Regions from separate parts of the Zea mays genome. Here region 2 is linked to region 1. The links are chromatin contacts, called in public Hi-C maps. All regions are on one chromosome and are shown on one strand. Each heading gives the region's core, a stretch centred on a gene start, on an enhancer-like site or on the middle of the called end of the contact. The rest is flanking DNA. Distances are from core to core; before and after follow the strand shown.

Region 1 (4,352 bases), core at 1,053-3,552:
GAAACTTATTTTACTGAATGCATCACCGAACCTTTTGAATATACCATTTTTTCACTTTGCTTTACTGAATGCATTGCTGAAACTTTTCAATGTACCATTCTTGGTATTCAATCTTTTCACCTTACCTTGCTGAATGCATTCTGAAACTTTTGGATATAATTTAACTTTCTTTGTTTAGTGTATGTCGTTTACCTTTTGAAGTTTATTTTTCTCAGTTTATAGGCCACCTTACCTTGCTGCATGATTGAATCTTTTTAATATAATAAAGCTTATTGTGTTTAATATATATGCTTGGACTTGGTAGAAGTTCAAACTTCTGTCTCTTCCAGAAACTTTGCACAGCAGTTGACCTTGGAGAGGTTTTGCAGACTTGCAGTTTTCTTTCTAGGCAACACCTGACCTGATGTAGCTTTCTGTTTGACTTAAACTCGCCACATACCCGGAGCTTCACCGTAGGATTAAGAAGTTGTTTCGTTCAGTATAGTGCCCAGCTACTCCTTCACGAGGAGCTATGGTATTCACACCAAACAGATCAGCATGCTGAAACTTGATGTGACAAAATAAAAGGTTGCAGCCGGTTTTGTCGCTATGCTATTCAAGAAATGAGACAGCAAACAACAATGCTCAATGGGGTGACCAAACTGGCAAACTGTGCTCCAGTGTCGAAGAAGTGGAAGGCCGCAAGATAAAGAAGGTTGTGAATCACCTGGATCATATATCTATATAATATGCTGAAGAAGACATCAATTATTTACCAACAAGATCTGGACAATACCAATTCGTCGGAGGACTTCGACAGGCCACAGTCTGGAAATAGATCAAAATATGATGACACTAAGGAGGATGAGTTTGATTCCCAAACTTTTGTGAACTATGCTTTTCAGGACATAAAGTACATGGAGAATGCTCAAGTTCGTTCCATTGGTGAGATCTGTGACGATATGGTTGGAGTCTACAAGAGTGAAGGGATTGTAATATGCAGGCCGTTCCTGACTTTTTAGGGCACAATTATTCGTGATTGAAGTAAGCACATCGATACTGAATTCCATTTTTTGTGAATGTGTGGAGAACGGAGAACAGGAAGACATGCATGGCTCATGTGAGTGCTAAAGAACAACTATAGGATATTTTGACGAAGTCACTCTGGCACGCATGTTTTGTTGATATTCATGGCAAGATTGGGTATCGTCAAAGGTCAAATAACCGATACATGATTAGGAGAATAATTGATTACTTTTTAGTCTTAGCTAATTGATAGCTAACTAGATACTTTCTTTTTTTCTAATTGATCGAGATTGGCATAATTTTTTTTGCGGTTGTGAGCCTTTGTAATTGTATGTTTAAGCAGATCAACAAAATACAGAAAGACAACAGTGTGGTTTGGTAGCAATAAAACTCGTGTGTTCTTCTAGTGTTCTATTGAGTTTTGTGAGACGTTTGAGAGATAGGGATCATCTGAACTAGATTCACTAACAAAAATCTAAAATCCCAAACAAATAAGTAAAACAACAGAATAGATCCTTGAAATTCTCGTACCTTAGATACTAATGAGTGTTGTCATCTATATAAGCTACCATACTCTTATGTAATCTATAGTTAACTGTCATAATCGTCAGATCCGCACCGGCTTTTATACAGGTTATAGTTGGAATCAGATTTTGAGGAATGTACTGTGCTTGTTTGTTCTTGCTTGCCATGATACGCATTTTGCCACGTTGCTTTTATGATCTGGTCAAGGTTTTTTCTAGAGACATGATCGCACCACCTTTACTGTTCCTTGTGCATGTTAAAGTCTTGTCCGATTGCGTCCAGTTCGAAGAGGGTTGAGAGAGCTAAATCTCATTCTGTTTAATTTTGACTAGTAGGGATTTAATCTCCTTTATTTCTCTTTTGACTCATATGACGAGAGCATTCTTTTTTTTCTAGATAAACGGGATATAGAGGCCAGGTGGGTTCCCATGTAGATTGTATCAGCATATCTAAAAGATGATATAAGCAACAAAAGATCTGTGGAGAGCACTGGTCCATCCCTAGCTTTAGAGCCTAAAATGACGAGTCGGAGCACCGATGAGAAGAACCGAGGACTCACGTGACGAGACCAACATCGTGGTACAAACGCCTGGCGGGCTGGGAGCTGGCGTAGTTGCTACAGCCCAGGGGCACGTACATTAATTCCCACCGCTCTACCGTCTACCTCATTTCACGTTCAGACACCAAAGAAAACCTCAAGCAACGAAACCGTAAACCTCCGAAGAGGAAAGGTGAGGGCGAGAAAAGACCAAAATATTCCCCTCTCATCAGGCAACCGCAACCCCCGTCCCTCTTCCGTCCGTCGTCATCTACCTCACTACCTGCTCCTCACTCCCCGCTCCACTGGCGAGATGGGGAGAGGCTTGGGCGCCGCTCCCGTCTCGCCGCGCCTCGCTAGTCTCGGGGCAGCTGCGCTGGCGCTGCTCGTGGCGGCGGCGCTGCCTTCCCCAGCAGCTGGGGCTGGGCTCAACGCGACGGCGGTGCTCTCGGCGTTCCCCAACTTCGCCGACTTCGCGCGGCTGCTGGCATCCACTCCCGTGGCCAGCGAGCTGGCCGGGAGGTCGTCCCTGACGCTCCTGGCCGTGCCGAACGCCAACCTGCCGCAGTCACCCTCGGCTTTCGTAGCCGGCGCCGACATCGCCGACGTGCTGAGGTACCACGTCCTGCTGGAGTACCTCTCCCCGTCCGACCTCGCCCGCCTCCCTCCCTCCGGGAAGCTCGTGACGACGCTGTTCCAGACCACGGGCCGCGCGCCCTCCGACTTCGGCGCCGTCAACCTCACCGTGGGGCCCAACTCCACCGTCGTGGTCCGCTCGCCGGCGCCGTCCCCGGGATCGAGCGCCACGGTCCTCGGCGCCGTGACCGCGGTCCCGTACAATCTCAGCGTGCTCGCGGTGGGTGGCCTTATCGTACCCTCCGGATTCGACCTCGCGGCCTCCGAGAGCCGCCCGCCACCGCCGGTGAACATCACCCGGGTTCTCACCGACGCGCGTGGGTTCTACGTGGCGGCCTCCATGCTGCAGGCTTCCGGTGTAGCGAGCGAGTTTGAGGCCGACGAGCGCGGTGCTGGCATCACCGTCTTCGTCCCCACCGACGACGCCTTTGCCGGCCTCCCCGCCACCGACCGCCTCCAGTCACTACCCGCTGAGCGCAAGGCCGTCGTGCTCCGCTTCCATGTGCTGCACTCTTACTACCCGCTGGGCTCCCTCGAGTCCATCGTGAACCCTGTCCAACCCACTCTCGCCACAGAGCACACCGAGGCTGGCCACTTCACCCTAAACATAACCCGCGTCAATGGCTCCATTGCCATTGACACGGGCATCGTGCAGGCATCCATCACCCGCACAGTGTTCGACCAGAATCCTGTGGCGGTCTTTGCCGTCTCCAAGGTTCTACTGCCCAAGGAAATGTTCAGCCGGGGCGATTCTGGCAGCACCGCCATGGTACCACCTTCGGTTGCGATGGCGCCCGGCGACGCCGGGACCGAGCAGACACCACAGACGAGGCTCTCATCCCCGCCTGATCTCCACGGGGAAGATAGCGAGTCGTCAGCTGCTTTGGCGACAGCAAAGGGGACTTCTTGGTGGTGTGTAGGACTCATGTATCTGCATCTATTACTATCTCTGGTATGAGATTCTGGTCGTGCTTGTTGCTTTCTTGCTTCCTTGTGCTCAGTTTTTGTATTACTTACTGTCTAGAACGTCTACACCGGGAGGGAGGGATTGGGGAGAGAATTTCGTAGATTTAAAGTAGCAAAAAAAATTAGTTGCTTCACCTGATTATTCTAATTTCTTTCCATTTTGTCATGTGGCAAAGGGAAATAATGTCATGTGTACAAATCTATGCAGTCCTTTTGCTCTACAATGAATAGTATTTTCTGTTTTGGCCATCCTTCTCTTTTTATTTGTGCTTGAACTCAATTTTGGAGGTTGATTTTGCATCAGATTAGATCTAAAGGAGTGAATTCGATATAGCCAGATTAGATCTGTATAGGTAGTTGCTATCTCACTTCTGCACAGGCTGAGTTTTTCAATCTTGCAATGCTGTTATGGTATGAGTACTCATGATAGAACGAAGTTACCCTAATATGTTAGAATTAGATCACTTGACTATTTTGACTCTAGCGGCAGAACTCAGATATCATGAATGACAAGTTGGTTGTCAGCTGAGGTCCAAAGTGTAAAAGCTTTTTTATGGGAACTTATTGGCAGCAGACACCTCTGGGCTCTGACTACCAAAGAAATCTGGTGGTGTAAATTCCATAGTCATGTCGAGCACTCTAGGTGGATTCACTGAATCTCATCTCAAGATCCAGCAATTTA
Region 2 (4,352 bases), core at 1,061-3,560, 150 kb after region 1:
TTGGTATAACTTAGTTGGAGTGTGCCATTTATACATGCAGCCCGGCACGGACACAGCTGGGCACGACACGACAGTGGCGTGCTCAGGCACGGCACGACAGTGTCACGGGCCGGGCCGGGCTGGCACGTGGGCCCAAATCCCTGCCCAGGCACGGCACACCTAATGCTAATCGGGCCGGGGGCATGGTTGGTGCAGTGCCGGGCTCGGGCCCAGTTACATAATACACATAATTCATCAAAGTTAACAGAAAACAAGGCAAATAGGCTACAGAATAGTCTTTAAATGGTTTGGAGTTTTAGTGCAATGCTGCCTCATTAAAAACCTTCCTAGTTAAAAACTCACACTTCATGAGAAAACCCTAGAAAGGAAAAGAGTACAACCATCTCCTTAAAGTATTTACAAGTTCATAGTTCAATGTTGAGTCCACAGTCCAACATATTACAGATAAGAGAAATAGAGAACATAAATAGGTAGAAACAGAGATAATAAGTTCATAGTTCAGTCCTTCTTGAACTCTGTGGTGCTGCTTCCTTTCTTACGACGCCTTACTTACGCGGTTAACGGGCCGGCGTCGTGCCGCGGCTTACGTGGGCCGTGCTCGTGCCTGCACCACGGGCCCACTTGGCAGCCCAAGCACGGCACGTGCACCGGGCCGGGCCGGGCTGGCACGGGCACGCCGGCCGTCGTGCCGGGTCGTGCCTTTCGCGTGCTTGGGCATGCCGGGCGCCGAGCTGCACCTAGGGCCGGCCCGTTTTGGACATGTATAGTGTCATTAGTGATTGGATCAAAGTTAATTATTGACTCCCTCTGAGTGTACGAATAAATATTTATAATAGATAGTTGAGAGCTTCGTCCCCATCCACCAATTGGAATTCTTGTCTTGCTATATGGTCCCCACGAGCAACTAGTTTGCACTGACGGCTATAATCTTCTTTCATTTTGGATAAAATTCGGTGTTCTAGTTTTATTTCGTTGACCAACCAATCGAGTGATTAACGCAACAAGCAGTTAGATAACATGTTGACAAATACCTCCATCCTAGAACAAAATTCGTTTTATCTTTTTAGTTGTTTCATACAATAAATAATATACTCATCTTATTTAAATTTTTATAAAAAAATCAAAGTCAAAATTAAAGTATATATTATATGCTAAACAATACTACGGTAAAAAATTATAATAATTATGATTTTTTAATAAGAAGAGTCGGTCAAATTTATGATAAAAAGTTAAATAAATTATAAATTGAAACAGAGAGAGTATTTATTGTAAATATGTGACTAGATTTATTACCATCCATTTAAACGTATATATAAAAAACAAGAGTTAAAATGTCTAATGTGAGAGTATATTTTACTCACAACAAATGAATTGAACCGAACAATAGGCATTACACGAAGGAGCAAACCAACTAAAACCAGGAACAACCTATGGAACTAAATAAGCTCGTCATCGAAGAATTCCATCTCACGTGTAGTAGGTTCCAAAATCTAAGCCACGATTCATTTACATCTCGATCCGAACCACAATCTGTGCACGCCACGCACGCTATACGAGCAGGTTGAGCAGCTGAGGCCCGGAGCCGCGACCACCGCCCGACTGCCGTGAACCTGCTTGGCTGCCATCGTCGTCGTCCAACGGCGGCAGGTTGAGGTCGGGCATGTCCCGGTCCGGCTGGGCGGGGCCGTCGCCGTCGTCGTCGTGCGCGGCCGGTGGCGGCGGGCCCTCGCCCCTGTGGCGGCGCATGTGGCCGCCGAGCGCCTGGCCCATGGAGAACTCGAGGCCGCAGACGGCGCACTCGTGCACCCGCGCCGCCGGCCTGTCGTCGTACCGCTCGGCCGGGTCGCCGACGAGCGTCCGCGCCTGCAGCCGCGTGTGGCTGGTGCGGTGCCCGCCCAGCGCCTGGAACGACGGGAACCGCTTGCTGCACGTCTTGCACTCGAACGCGCCCTCCGCCGCCGCGGCCGTGCCGGTGCCGGTGCCGGTGCCGGTGCCGCCCGTCGTCGTCGACGACAGCGTGAGCAGCGCGGCCTCGGAGTGCGCACGGAGGCCCTCCATCTCCTTGCTCTCTCCCGAGTCGTGTCTCGTAAGCGTCATGACCATCGAGAGAGATCGACGGAAGTTTGCTGACTCTCCTCTCCTTTATAATATTATTATACTACTGTGTATATATAGCTAGGAGTATATCATTAAGCAGCGAGCTGAAATTCCACACTCACGCGCACGTACGTGTTCAAATATAATAGTATAAACCGGGCCGAGCGCGCTTGCTTGTGGTTGTGGCCTGTGGGTGGGAGTTTGTGTGTGTGCGCAGTGCGCTGACTGGGGCAGGCGTATCTCAACTGTGATGGGAATGGAAGAGGCGTTCACGTCTGCGAACCGGTCGGCCAGGCCATCAGCTGAGCTGAGCTCTGCTTGGATGGAGGTGACGAGAGGCTTGGACACGAAGAAACGTGACGCGGTCGCACTCGTCGTGCATACCACCACACTTGGTCGCCACCCGCAGCGCCGCGCGCGCATCGGATCGGATCGGATCGGATCGGAACACGTGGTTAATTAGGCGCTTTTCGGCGGACAACTCGCTCGTTCAGACGGCTCTCCATGACGATCATCCTGCGCGAACGGACACGGGCGGGAACGTTTCATGCATGTGACGTCTCCTTACCCTGGTAGTTTGGTGAAGTAGTAGGCAACATGTATACCACTCCGCACACTCGCGTATAGATATAGACAGGGGTGGTAATTTCTGCACGCACGATTCGATTAAGCTCTTAAATTGATTTTGATTCAAAAATTATAGTGTAAAATTTAGTAGATGATCGATCGGGTGCGTGTTCATCATCGAGAGTCATCGCGACCCACGCGTACATTCGTACGAAGCCTGTACACATGCTTATCCATTCTAATTGACTACTACTCATTATTCCGTGCGCGTAACACGTGCATATCTTGACGAATAATCCAAAGGCCGGCGGCGGACGTGACGTGAGCTGTGATGCACGGATGCGCGAAGCAGGCGAGAGGCCAAGCAACAGGCGCCGCCGACGAGCCGTCGCTTGCTTGGCCTGTGCGCGCGGCAGCTGACAGATAGACTTGTAAAAGCCGACGCCGTCGACGCGGAATTCCGGGCTCGCCTTCGCCTCTCGGTCTCGGTCTCTGTCTCGGTCTCGGCTAGCTTAAGCTTAAGCTTCGTGTGGCTGACGTTTTTTTTCTCGCTGGGTTACCGTCGTGTGCGCTTTTCTTGGGCTGGAAGCTGAGTACAATTCCCCGCAGCGATTTCTTGGAGGGAGTGTCCTCTCTGGCTGGTCCGAGAGGTTTCTTGGTCAGAACTCAGAACGCACAGAATCTGGATTCTGGACGATAGCAGAGCCAGGCACTGGTACGCGAGTCAACTTGGGCTTTCGTCTGTACAGTAGATTTTTGATGTGGACTTGTACACGTCCTCATTAGAGCATGTCCAAATGAATGTGTAAACTAACCCTAAAACAAATATTAGTAAAAATTAGTGTTTTTTCTTATTCCAACAGCTTCCTCAATTTTCTCCTAAAAAATTCGCGTTCCGCATCTACAGCCTCCTCTCTATAGGTGTACATTCGGGCCGCCCGGCCCGGCCCGGCCCAAGCCCAAAAAGGCCCGTATTGTTTGAATTTCGGGCCGATCCGACCCGTTTGAATTTCGGGCCGTGCCGGGCCGGCCCATGGGCCTAGCCTTCGGCCCACGGCCCGGCCCGTAATTGCTTAAACTTGCCGGGCTCATTTCGGGCGGCCCGAAATTATAAAAGCCCGAAATTCAATTTTTGGCCCGAAATTCACATTAGGGCCCGAAATTCAATTTTTGGCCCGAAATTCAGTTTTTAGCCCACAATTCACATTAGAGCCCTAAATTCAAAAAATAATAAAACAAATAAAAGATAAGACAAATAAATTTGAACAAAATCAAACTTAATATTTGTATTAATTAAAGTTACCACAGCTATGCAATGACTACCTCATTTATAAATCATTTGTTAGAAGGAAAAAGAGTATAATCAGCTCTATACAAAGTTCGTAAGTTCAGTTTATTGTCTAATGTTCATAACAAAAGCAAAAATTACATCACACACTCTAATTCAAAGCTACAAAAAATATCTAACTAGCATTATCTCTAGCTTTATGTTCTTTATCAAGTATATGAAAGTGTGAAATTAAGTGTGGTTTTAATAAATATATGAGCCTTTTCGTGCCTCTATATGGGCCATTTCGTGCCTGCCTTAAACGGGCCGTGTCCGTGCCCGCCCATGGGCCGTGACCTCGGCCCAAACCCGGCCCGATATAACGGGCCGTGCCGGCCCGGCACTAAATTATTTCGGGTCG

What was found. A called contact is a pair of places that touch in the nucleus more often than the background predicts.
Region 2: a Hi-C map of leaf shows a contact between it and region 1, with 2.0 times the contacts expected there. The contact joins the promoter of LOC103637538 here to the promoter of LOC100193769 in region 1. A contact is called at or near these places in 2 of 25 Hi-C or Micro-C datasets (both in leaf).

What each region holds. Positions count from the first base shown.
Region 1 is chr8:175,417,057-175,421,408 of Zm-B73-REFERENCE-NAM-5.0, forward strand. It overlaps LOC100193769 (Fasciclin-like arabinogalactan protein 4), which reads left to right and starts at 2,303. Exons shown (of 1, transcript NM_001138855.1): 1 at 2,303-3,918. The coding sequence starts at 2,382. The coding sequence ends at 3,662.
Region 2 is chr8:175,562,964-175,567,315 of Zm-B73-REFERENCE-NAM-5.0, forward strand. It overlaps LOC103637538 (zinc finger protein ZAT8), which reads right to left and starts at 2,311. Exons shown (of 1, transcript XM_008659704.4): 1 at 1,282-2,311. The coding sequence starts at 2,103. The coding sequence ends at 1,549.